Linked DNA regions of Triticum aestivum: region 1 is linked to region 2. Evidence: chromatin contacts called from public Hi-C data. All regions are on one chromosome and are shown on one strand. Each heading gives the region's core, a stretch centred on a gene start, on an enhancer-like site or on the middle of the called end of the contact. The rest is flanking DNA. Distances are from core to core; before and after follow the strand shown.

What was found. Hi-C and Micro-C count contacts between places; a contact is called where the count stands out from the background.
Region 1: a contact with region 2 is called in a Hi-C map of leaf, with 5 times the contacts expected there. The contact joins the promoter of LOC123045162 here to the promoter of LOC123045161 in region 2. A contact is called at or near these places in 2 of 5 Hi-C or Micro-C datasets (both in leaf).

Annotation. Positions count from the first base shown.
Region 1 is chr2B:403,645,312-403,651,285 of IWGSC CS RefSeq v2.1, forward strand. LOC123045162 (probable tetraacyldisaccharide 4'-kinase, mitochondrial) reads left to right here and starts at 4,113. Exons shown (of 7, transcript XM_044468105.1): 1 at 4,113-4,497; 2 at 4,725-4,948; 3 at 5,146-5,299; 4 at 5,685-5,894. The coding sequence starts at 4,204.
Region 2 is chr2B:403,073,520-403,079,236 of IWGSC CS RefSeq v2.1, forward strand. LOC123045161 (potassium transporter 22) reads right to left here and starts at 2,845. Exons shown (of 3, transcript XM_044468104.1): 1 at 2,278-2,845; 2 at 1,414-1,755; 3 at 1-141. The coding sequence starts at 2,641.

The DNA of each region.
Region 1 (5,974 bases), core at 2,863-5,362, 570 kb after region 2:
TCGGTATCAGTGTCAAAACTAGCAGACCTCGGGAAGGGGGCCTGAGCTGTTAGATTGGATCGATGGATAACATGAGATAGACGACACGGTGTTTTTACCCGGGTCCAGGGCCTCTTTAAGGAGGTAAACCCCCACGTCCTGCTCTTGCTTATATTATGGGTGTATTAAAGTACATAGTTGATCTACCTCAAGATCGTGAGTTGTGGTCTAAACCCTAGGGGTATGACGATGATGAATATATGAATGGGTCTCTACAGACTAAACCCTCCTATTTATATAGGCACTAGGGGTATCTAGGGTTACACATGGTCGGTTGCCATCTAGAGATTACATGCTGAATCTAATAGATCTTCTTGGAGCACACGTCAAGTCTTCGGTGAAGTTGGATACGCATAGGTTGGAGGCCTCCAGAGTCCTTCCTCATTATCGGGCCATCAATTCAGCCCATGGACTAGGTCGACTGGGCTAGGACCCCATAGTTCAGGACACCGCCAGTCAGTTTTTTAGATGTCACTTGTGGGAGCGCTCTGATACCACACGTGTCGCGCATTGGACACTTCCCCATCATAGTGTTTTTTTTAAATCTTGGTTCCTTTTAAAAAAACCTAAATTTTTTACTCTATATATTTTGATTTTCGTTTGTGGGAAACACAGGTGCTTTGTGCTCCTTGCGTGGAGCACATGTGTGCTACACGTGGGAGCACAGTTCCAGGGTGAGCATAGGTGTTCTTTCACGCAAGCATATGTATGCTTTACCAAGAAGCACAAATTAGTTTACTTGTGGAGCACAATTATTGTGCTCTCACTGGGAGTATATGCACGCCTTCATGGGGGAGCATAGTTGTGCTTCAACCCAAGGGAATATAAGTTAGTTTCACTTGAGAGCATGTGTTAATACAATTTGGAAGCACATGGTAGTTCATTTTGGAGGCATCATTTTACCCAAATAAAAAGTCATTAAAATAATATGAGATCTAGTTTTACAGATCTTGACAGAGAAATACAATGGTGAAAACAGTTCATGATTTGATCAAATGGTTCGAGATATATACTCCCTCCGTCCCAAAATTCTTGTCTTAGATTTGACTAGATACAGATGTATCTAATACTAAAACGTGACTTGATACATCTGTATTTAGACAAATCTAAGACAAGAATTTTGAGGCGAAGGGAGTATCATTTTAGAAGATTGAATCTATGAAAAGAAACATAAACGAATCCACTCGTTTCTCCGACACGTGGGAATATCAAAACTCACATGTTACGGCAAATAATGCACTTGGGGCGCGCCACTTCTCAACAATAGAGAAGGTTGGAGTAACCTTTGTAAAACTACCCTTAATTAATGACTAGCTAATTATTTGTGCGTTGCAATAGGAGCATACATATTCTACTGATACAATATTAATCGTGCCCGGCATAAATCTTACGCCTATCATATTCAAGATTTTGGTACGATTTGATTTGAGTGTGGATAGGGAGGCAAAAAATGTTTTGATTTAGGTGAGGTTTTGATAAGATTTAATTTGATTTGATTTGAATATAAGCATAAAAAGGGTAGATTTTTTTGATGTAGTTGAATTTTGATAAGACTTAATTGAGTTAATTCACTATGTTTCTGGCAAAGATACCGAGTCTACCTTTCATGCCATGGTGACTTGTGATCATGCCTATAGGCTTTGGGAATTGATGCGTGAGGCGTGGCCTCTTCCCAATTGTTCGTTACTAGTAGACTCTGGGAAGGAATGGGTTTTGAACTTGCTAGTAAACTGTGTGGAATCAATGTGTAACATGATTATTATCCTGCTATGGCGTATTCAATCACTACGATATGATATGGTGCATGAAAAATATGTACCGCCACCGAAGGCCTCTGATGACTTTCTCCCGAGGTACATGAGATCCCTATAATTGGTGAGAGTATTTAGCACAGAAGAAATCATAAAAGGTAAGATGGCACGTGATGATCTTTGTCCAATGAAAGAAATGAAGAACCCTGAGTCTGTGTGTCGATGGATCATCCACTAGCTGGTCATGTGGCCTTGTCCATTGATGGGGTGTACTCAGCAGCGGATCAGACCGTGACGGCTGGCATGATTCTAAGAAGGACTGACGAAAGTGTTATATATGCAGTGTACAGATTTTTATTCAACAACAATGATGCGTTGGAGTTTGAAATCCATGTGTTGATGCATGGCATGGCATTAACACTGCAACACTGACGGACCTGTGAGTCCTTGGAGGCAATGGCTATTTTCTCAAGAGAGGGTTTATCACGATCAACATATGGCCATTTTGTGTCCAAGATCAATCACTCGACGACAAATGGGAGATTTTATTCCTTTGAAGCTTAAACGTGGTCAATAGGGTGGCAGTCTAGCAGATCGATTGGCGTCATACAGTCGCACTGAGCATAGCACTCGCTATTTTCAACAGTGTCCGCTCCTATTGTTGCCACATCACTCATATGAGTTTCTGAGCTTCCCGTTTGATCATCCCTTTTTTGGCTTAAGTAAGTAGCCTTCTTTGAGTATGTGATGTATTCTCAGTCGTGCTACTTACACCGGAGATGCTCCTAGCATGAGTGTTGCTTTCATTATTTGAGGCACTGTTGTATGACTACAGCTAGGACCACTATTTATTGATGATTTCTGCCTCTCGAATTAACCTTCTTACATGGAATAAATGTCTTTCAACCCCCCACACACAACCACAAAAATAATAATAATAATTCACTATGTGAAGGGGGACACGAGGGTGAGGCGACCATACGACGACCGAGAAAATCGGGTATTTGCCACTTTCAACATGCGGCTGTGCAAAATTGCCATTGTCAAGATATTCTTCATAAAATTGCCACCCAACTCATGGTCACTTTGATTACCATGCCATTTCCACTCTTTTATTGATTTTCCTTTTGTTTTCTCATTTTATATGCACCTGAAAGAACTAGACTGCCCTTGGCTATTCCAACCTCATCTGTTTCGTGCGTTGCTTGGTGTGGTCAAAATGCTGAAATGCTGGCTCACCAGCGTTGCTTGCCGCCGTAGATCATCCACACCCTCGCGCGCCAACAAAGCTCGTTGCTGGCTGCTCATCCACACCTGCCCGTCGACATGACTCGTTCTCATCTGCTCATCGCGTAGCTCGCCCACGCCTACATGCACCATTAGAGCGCTCTCGTCTACTCAACGACGTGGCACGCCCATGCCTGCACACCTGTGAAGCTTTCCATTGCCTGCTCGTGCACGCTTGTGTGCGCCGTTGCAGCTCACCTCCCCTGCTCGCCCACACCTGCGCTCACCGCTGCAGGTTGCCCCGCATCATGCTGGTGGAGTGACGGACTGGCGAGGGCGACGACGAACAACAACACCAATTGTGTGGGGGAAGCAGCTTGATACGTCCATGGAGGATGGAGAATAATGTGTGTAGGTGCTGAACATGGAGCATACGAACAACTTGTAAGCACAATTGTACACCCATGTAAGCTATACTTTGCTAGAACCTGTTACTACTTGTTCACGGATTGAAATCAAGCAAGCAAATCAAGAGAAAGAGATAATACAATATTATCCAGATGGACTAGGTTCCAAGCAGCCGTTGTGGTACTGCCATATCAGGGTACGTGTTGCGCAGCGTCCAGGAGATCGATGACGATGATGTCCAGGAGATCGACGTCAAGGCCGATCGACATCACGGCAACGTCCAGGAGATTCAGCCTACAGGCGATCTGCAACTCGCGGTGTTTTTGATTAATTGCGCGCATGTTAAGTGAGAACATAGCAAAGTACTGCGTACACGAAGTGACCGGGTACATGAAGACATTCAAGGGCAGTCTGGTCCTTTCATGTGCGTGTAAATGGAAAAATAAAAGGAAAATCGATAAAAGGTGGGAAATGGCATGGTAATCAAGGTAGGCATGAGCTGAGTGGCAATTTTATGAAACCCATCTTGACAGTGGCAATTTTGTGAAGCCACATGTTGAAAGTGGCAAATGCCCGGCTTTCTCACAATGACCAGCTCTCCTTTTTTCTTTCTATGGTTTTTTTTAGGAACTTCTATGGATTTTGTTAGTTCCCCGTCTAACCAGCACACCGAGTTTCAATCAAGCTTGTCGTCCATTGCTGGCTTAATGGGGGAAAAGGCCCAGCCCAACACCTCGTCACCTGGCGACAGGCGGCGGCGACCACCCCGGGGACTCCGATGGCGACGGAGAAGGCGCGGCAGCTCCTGGCCCGCCTCGCCGCCACCCCGGACGCCGCCGTTCCTAACCTTCCCTTCCTCCACCGCGCACTCCTCCCTCTCCTTTCCGCCGCCTCCGCCCTTCTCCGCCTCCCCGTCATCCTCTCCTCTCCGCTACGCTCGCGACGGACCCTACCGGTCCCCGTCATCAGCGTAGGAAACCTCACCTGGGGCGGCAACGGAAAGACACCCATGGTCGACTTCCTGGCCCGCAGGTTTCACATTATGGGCATCTCGCCACTCATCCTAACAAGGGTAAACTCGTCCTCCTAATGCTGCTTGCATGCTTGTACTTTTTCACATTTTTATTGGTTCTCATTCAATCATTTAGTTACACAGACAAAATTTTCAGTAAAAATGGGGGACTCTTCATGTCCTAAGCTAACGTTTCACAACTGTCGCCTAGTTCATTTCCAATACTTCATTTATATTTCTCGTGATGCTACCTTTGAACAAATCAGTCATAAAATTCGGTGCTGTAGGGTTATGCGGGTGGCGATGAATCTAAGATGCTCCGGAGGCGCCTTGCTGATACTTCCACCAAGATTGGTGTTGGCGCAAACCGGGCTGATGTGGGTTCTTCCATGTTGCAAAAGTACGGCCAAATCGATCCTTGTGATGCCTTCCGCCGGGAGAAGTTAGCGTGCAACCGGGTGGCAAGCGGTAAAAGTGCGAAAATTGGAGTCGCTATACTGGACGACGGAATGTAGGTATAAGTATTTGTTTTTCTTTTCTTGTATAGACAACTTATATGGATCAATCCATCAGTACCATGGAATCTTACTTGGAAAATAGCTAACACAGTGGCATCTTTTAAACTAATAATGGTCAAGCATAGCTGTTCCTTCAGGAAACACATGTTCTCATGTATGTATTCTCGGTTCTGTCTGTCGTTTCTTGTAGGCAGCACCGGAGCCTGCTTCGAGATGTGGAGATTGTGATGGTCAATGGGTTGACACCTTGGGGAAATACCCATTTCATTCCACGAGGACCCATGAGGGAACCGTTGAGCGCACTTACTCGAGCTGATATAGTGGTTATTCATCATGCGGATCTGGTAAACGATAGTCTCAGTAACTCAGACTTTCTTGTAACTTATTTGTGTTTCCTGTTTGAGTATTAAATGTTTAGCGTATATTGTTCTTGACATGAGGCACTGAAAGTGTGATGTTGAAGTAAGCCAGCACAAATTTAAGCTGTCACATAAAAATGTATTTATAGCAACCATGTGATTCTAAGTATTTAGAATTTAGAATTAAAATAATCCAAGGTGCTTTCTTACTTTCCCTCATTGTGAGCTGAAATTGCATCCGGAAAAGGTGGGGCTTAACCATTAGTGAATTCCGCACTGCAAGAAATGAGAGATGTTGGTATCTCTTTTACCTCAAGCACATGAATAATCTCATAGGTTGTTCTCTGAACTACCATTTGCTATTACACAGGCTTGTGAAGCGCAGCTGGAAACAATTGCACGTACAGTCCAGGATAGTGGCACAACATGTTCAGTGTTCTTTAGTAAATTGGCCCCATCACATGTTTTCGAGGTTCATCAACCATTACAGAGACTATCTCTTAATGTGTTGGATGGCATGATTGTGCTATGTGTTTCTGCGATTGGCTGCCCAGATGCTTTCATACATACAGTCAGAGAGGTACCTTTTTCCCTCACACTTCCTTTGTCTAGACCCTTTTAGCTTGGTGTGTCTTATCTAGAAATGGAATGCTGCCTGTT
Region 2 (5,717 bases), core at 1,595-4,094:
GGTTGTACACGCCGACGCCACCGATGAGGAGCAGCCAGAGGATGATGACCGGCGCGAAGAAGTAGCCCACCTTGTCTGTGCCGAAGCGCTGTACCGAGAAGAGCGCCACCAGGATGGCCACCGTGATCCACACGATCTGGTCTGCATGCACGCAACATCCGTCCGTCGATCAGTTCAGCATTTTTGCCCAACAGGGTACTGAATCTTCTATGAGTACGAGCTTTGATCTTCTACTGCATGCATGCGCCTCGACCCTTGAGACCCTGAGAGTTTGGTACGTTGTTTCCCTGTACGTACGCTGCTAGTAGATGCATGTTGATGAAACATTTTACTCCAACATGTAAGCTACGACTAGGCTGGAGTAGTCGTACGTATACGTAACGTATGAAGGTGTATGGTGATTTGCAAGTTAGTATGATGGATGGGCGTCACATCCATTATAACTGCAAACATTAATTGAGGTTGCAATGATTCAGGGTGCGTGTCCTAGAGGTTTCACACGCCGTTAAGTATCGATAGAGATACTCCTACCATCTCAAAGAAAAAGTATGGTTTTACTGTTGCTCTTGAGTTTAGAGAGTGACAGCCTATCTATCCTGAAAACTACGTACAGAGGGAGGGGATCCATGGATCGGTTCGGTTCTCGTATACACATCTCCGAATCATGCACGATTGAAATGCAAGATTTATTGATGTTTGTGACAAGTTAACACGCACCATTCATCACTGCGTGGAGAAGATGGTGTCGACCGCTAACGACTTATTACAAGACGTACCTACATCTACTGTACATGTGAGGTAGCATGCAGTAGCTGAACATTATATTCAGGTGTGTGCATCTCGAGTCTGAACACAAGAGGCGGAGCACAGTAGATGTTGGGTACTATGTCTGTCGAGCCTGTACTCGTACTCGTACGTGTGGATAGCAGTGAGGCTGCGTAAACACCACTATATATATACTACTACTATACATACCGATGGACCGATAACTGCTGGATGGCGATGGCGATGGCGATGGCGCCATCCGCAAAGTCGTCTCACATTTGCAATAATGCCTGGACGGCTGGGACTACAAGAGACCTACCTATATACACACTGACCCATCGGACATGGACGGATGGATGCTGTTTTTCTCGCATCAATTAATATGCCTCAAATGATTTTTGCTTTCCCTCGCTGCTCTATGCTGCGTTGCATCTAAATCACGCCACGCTACACTCCAGCTAGCTGGTCGTCGACCTCATCCATCGGGTTCACACTTGTTACCCATAAGCGGCCGGCTGATCGAGTTGTATGTGTATGATATTGATGCCTCTAGGCGCTAGTACGTACTCCCTCTGTTTCAAAATAGATGATCCAATTTTGTACTAACACAAGGTAGACCGAAAGATACTATATATGCATGGAACGTACCTGTAGTGAGGTGCGGCGCCTTCTCCTTGAGCCCTCCCACGGCGGACAGCACGGAGATGGCCGGCGTCAGGCAGGCGTCGCTGATCACCATGGCCGTGGCGAGGATGGTGAGCAGGAAGAGCGAGATGCGCACGGGCTTGCTCGTCTCCAGGAGCTCCTTCACCCGCTGCGCGCGGTACGCCGCCGGCGAGGCCAGCTGCAGCGTGGCCAGGGCGCGCCGCCGGCTGAAGGACTTGGGATCGTCCTGCTCCAGGATGTGCAGCTCGTCCTCCGCCTGCTGGTTCGGCACCAGGCTCACCTTGGCGTGCCGCGAGATGAGAGAGTAGAGCGCGAACGTACCGCCTGCATGCATGTCATGCAACAACTTCTTTAATTTGGGCCTTTGGTATATACTGCTAGTATCATGCATGCATGCTAACTACAGTAAAATAACCACAAACATTCCCATGCATCTACTCGATCGTAGGATATGATGCACAATATGAGAAGTATTACTACGTTGATCGCTAACTACAGTACGAACTAGTTCACTGTTATAATAACAATTAATTAATAACAACAAACACATGCACGGCCACTCGACCCACTTCATTTTGGAAAACCTTGTTGTTTAGGAAGAGACGACAAGAGACGGTGGTGTACCATGCATGCACCAAACGATCAGTTTTGCCGTTGGGTCGGGGGTCCAATTAAGCTGCTGGTACATGCAGATGCTGCGTCAATTTGCTGCATGCTAAGGTAGCTAGCTAGGTGCACCGTACGTACGTGTAACACGTCGCGCAATCTAATTACTACGATCGAGTACAAAGAAAGAAGAAAGAGGAAGAGGATGAAGCGAGGAAGGAAATCTGCATGCGTGCGTACCGTCCCCGTCGTCGTTGGCGCGGAGGGCGATGTAGACGTACTTGACCATGGTGAAGAGTATGAAGCTGTAGATGATGAGGGAGAGGACGCCGAGGAGGTCGTCGGTGTGCCGGACGCCGGCGGTGAAGGTGCTGGAGTAAACGTAGAGGGGCGACGTGCCGATGTCGCCGTAGAGCACACCGACGCACTGGAACGCGAGGCGCAGCGTCTTGCCCCACCGCTCATGGCCGTGGTGGCTGGCGCCGCCGGCCCTGGAGGCGTCCCGGTACAGCGAGTCCTGCCGCTGCACCACCTCCGGCATGTCCAGCGCGCACTCCACCTCCAGCACCTCATCATCACCACCCTTGTGTTGCTGCTCAGCCATCGATCGATCCTACCAGCCGGCTAGATGACTAAGCTTAATTGTTGAGAAGGATCCAAGAAGTAAGGGTGTAATTGGCTCGTGGAATAACATGCCAGTATCTAGCTAGCTTGGTGCTCCTGGATGGATCTAGTCTCTCATGGCCTCGCCATGCAATCTTCCCTTTTATAATGAGCGCATCTCTCTGGTTAGAGATAGCGCGCGGTACTACTAGTTGTGGATCGCTGGAGTATGTGAACGGCAGGGTAGCAATTAATTAAGCTGCTACTGTGCGGAGTACATACGTGCTGCTGTGCTATGCGACCCGACCTGGATACGTTTTCAGATGGACGTTGATGGATCAACAGATTCCGTCCCCGCAATGGCTTTGGCTTGGCTTAGCTTACTTTTCGCCCATCACCCTTCGCGACTCATGGCGTCAGCGTCGGGCTCGGGCCACAAGGGAACTAACCGTGTGATCATAATTCATTGCTGTAGCTGTTGCTACGCCAAAGGAAATAAAAAAATCGATATCTTTCCATCACTGTGCAGTCTGTTTCAGCATGGATCCACGAATTCAACCACGCGTAGACAGACCTTGGATTCAGATGCAGGTTTACAGGTTGCTTAATAGTGATTGGCCGAGGATTGATTAAGATGCACGGGCCCACCGGTGAAAATCAGGGGAGGGCCAATTAGAAGAGCGAATGGTCCTCAACCTATAAAAACCTGTAGAATGAGCCTGTACGTGTAGCATTTTTGACGACCTCATGTCCGCCGCACGTACCTATGTCCGAGTGAGAAAAACGCTGCCTACCTATGTTGCTTGGATCCACTCATCGACCTCGGTGCAAGATCGTCTATCATCTCTTGTAGTAGCTCTCAGTCCAGAGATATACTACGTACTACTCCCTCCGTTCTCAAATAATTGTCTTTCTAGCCATCTTAAATGGACTACAACATACGGATGTATGTAGACATGTTTTAGAGTGTAGATTCACTCATTTTGCTCCATATGTAGTCACTTGTTGAAATCTCTAGAAAGACAATTATTTAGGAACGGAGGGAGTACTACTGGATTCAAGTTATCTCTCTTCTGTCTGGCCTTTATCTGTACATGGCTCTGTTTTCCTCAAGTAACCCAGTAGTACTATGCTCTTCCATCTCTTCTTCCTCAGCTACGAGTATACTCCCTCCGTCCTTTGAAGAGTGTACTTTCAACCTTATTGGAAAGTCAAACCTTTTTATGTTTGACCGTATTTATACAATAATGTACCAACATTTATGACATCAAATTAGTAGCATTAGATTCATGATAAAATATATTTTCATCATATACCTATTTGGTTTCATAAACATTGATATATTTTTGCACATATTCGGTCAAACATTGAGATGTTTGACCCTCCAACAAAGTTGGAAGTACACTCTTTAAAGGACGGAGGGAGTAGTACACAGGAAGCGCCATCCATGCCCAGCTTGTTTACCACAAAAATAGTCTCCGCCATTATAGTTTCCTTGACAAATTACTAGTATTAACACTGACATGCATGTCCTTCTTTTACAACACTGACATGTCCTTTTTTCTCTGAACAACTCAACACGTAATCTGTAGTAGTAGTACGTCCTAGATTTCTGGTGGAGATTATGCAAGCTAGCTTATTGATTATTTATTAATTGTTCCAGGTATTGCTCTGTAGGTTCTTTGCCGATAAGCAAGTGTGCTTGCTTACCAGATTAATTCAACTGAAGATAGCCAAGAACACACTACCGGAACAGGGCCATACCCCGACGGCCAAAACAATGCCGACGGTCGTCGGCGGCTTGCTGGGAGATATGCCGACAGCCTGGTTCTGGCCGTCGGCGTACAAAGGCCGTCGGGTTACGCAGAGATAAGCCGACGGCACCCGTCGGCATAGAATGGCCGTCGGCCTAGCTACATATACGCCGACAGCTCCTGTCGGCTTACATAGGCCGTCGGCATACACGTGGGGCCCGGCCATCCCCTGGCTAACGGCGTCAGAGCTATGCCGACGGCCTAAACGGGGGGCCGTCGGCATAGGTCCGCAGGCCACGTCATTGATCCAGGCCGCACCATGCAGAGCCTATGCCGACGGCTGCCGTCGGCATATCTGCCACGTCAGTGATCCGCGGCACGCTGGTCGGATCTATGCCGACGGCTAGGCCGTCGGCATAGTTAGATTTTTTTTGGTACATATTTTTAATGCTTTTTTATGTATTATTATATCAACTAACATGTAACATGTTAAATATAAACATACATATGAATATATATGTAGTTTGTATTTTTTTCATATATTATGAATATATATATATATAGTTTGTATTTTTTCGAGCACGTTAATAATGTGCGGTCATGTTCTTTTAAATATAGATCCTTATATTTTATTAAAATCAAAAACAGCTATGCCGACAGAAGTTTTGTGGCAGTTGCAAACGCCCGACACCCGTCTCCAGAGAGTGACCCCCCTCACATCCGCGGTGTGCCCCCCCTCATGGACGGCGCCACCGCCGGCACCTGGAGGGGGAAACGGACGCGTCGGGTCTACACGGAGTGGATGTAGCTGTGGTTTTGGCCCGGATGTTGCTCCCGGGTGTCCCTCTGGGCCGACCTAACACAACCGGGTGGAGAGGTCCACTGGTCAAAGCCCGTCCGTGGAAAGTCAAAAGACTAGATCTCGTGGTCAACCGCTCCAGGGTTAGGCGGGACGGGGGCCCTGGGGGGGTAGCAATGCCACCGGAGTGTCGTACCGGGCCCTCATACATGCGGGGTGGTGTTGTGGCATGTCCAAAGAGGCGGCACCTGGAGGGGGAAAACGGACGCATCGGGTCTACACGGAGGGGATGTAGTTGTCGGTTTGGCTCGGATGTTGCTCCCAGGTGTCCCTCTGAGCTGACCTGACACAACTGGGTGGAGAGGTCCACTGTTCAAAGCTCGTCCGTGGAAAGTCAAAGGGTTAGATCTCGTGGTCAACCGCTCCAGGGTTAGGCGGGACGCGGGCCCTGGGGGGATGGGGGGTAGCAATGCCACCGGAGCATCGCACCGGCCCCTCATACATGCAGGGTGGTGTGGTGGCAT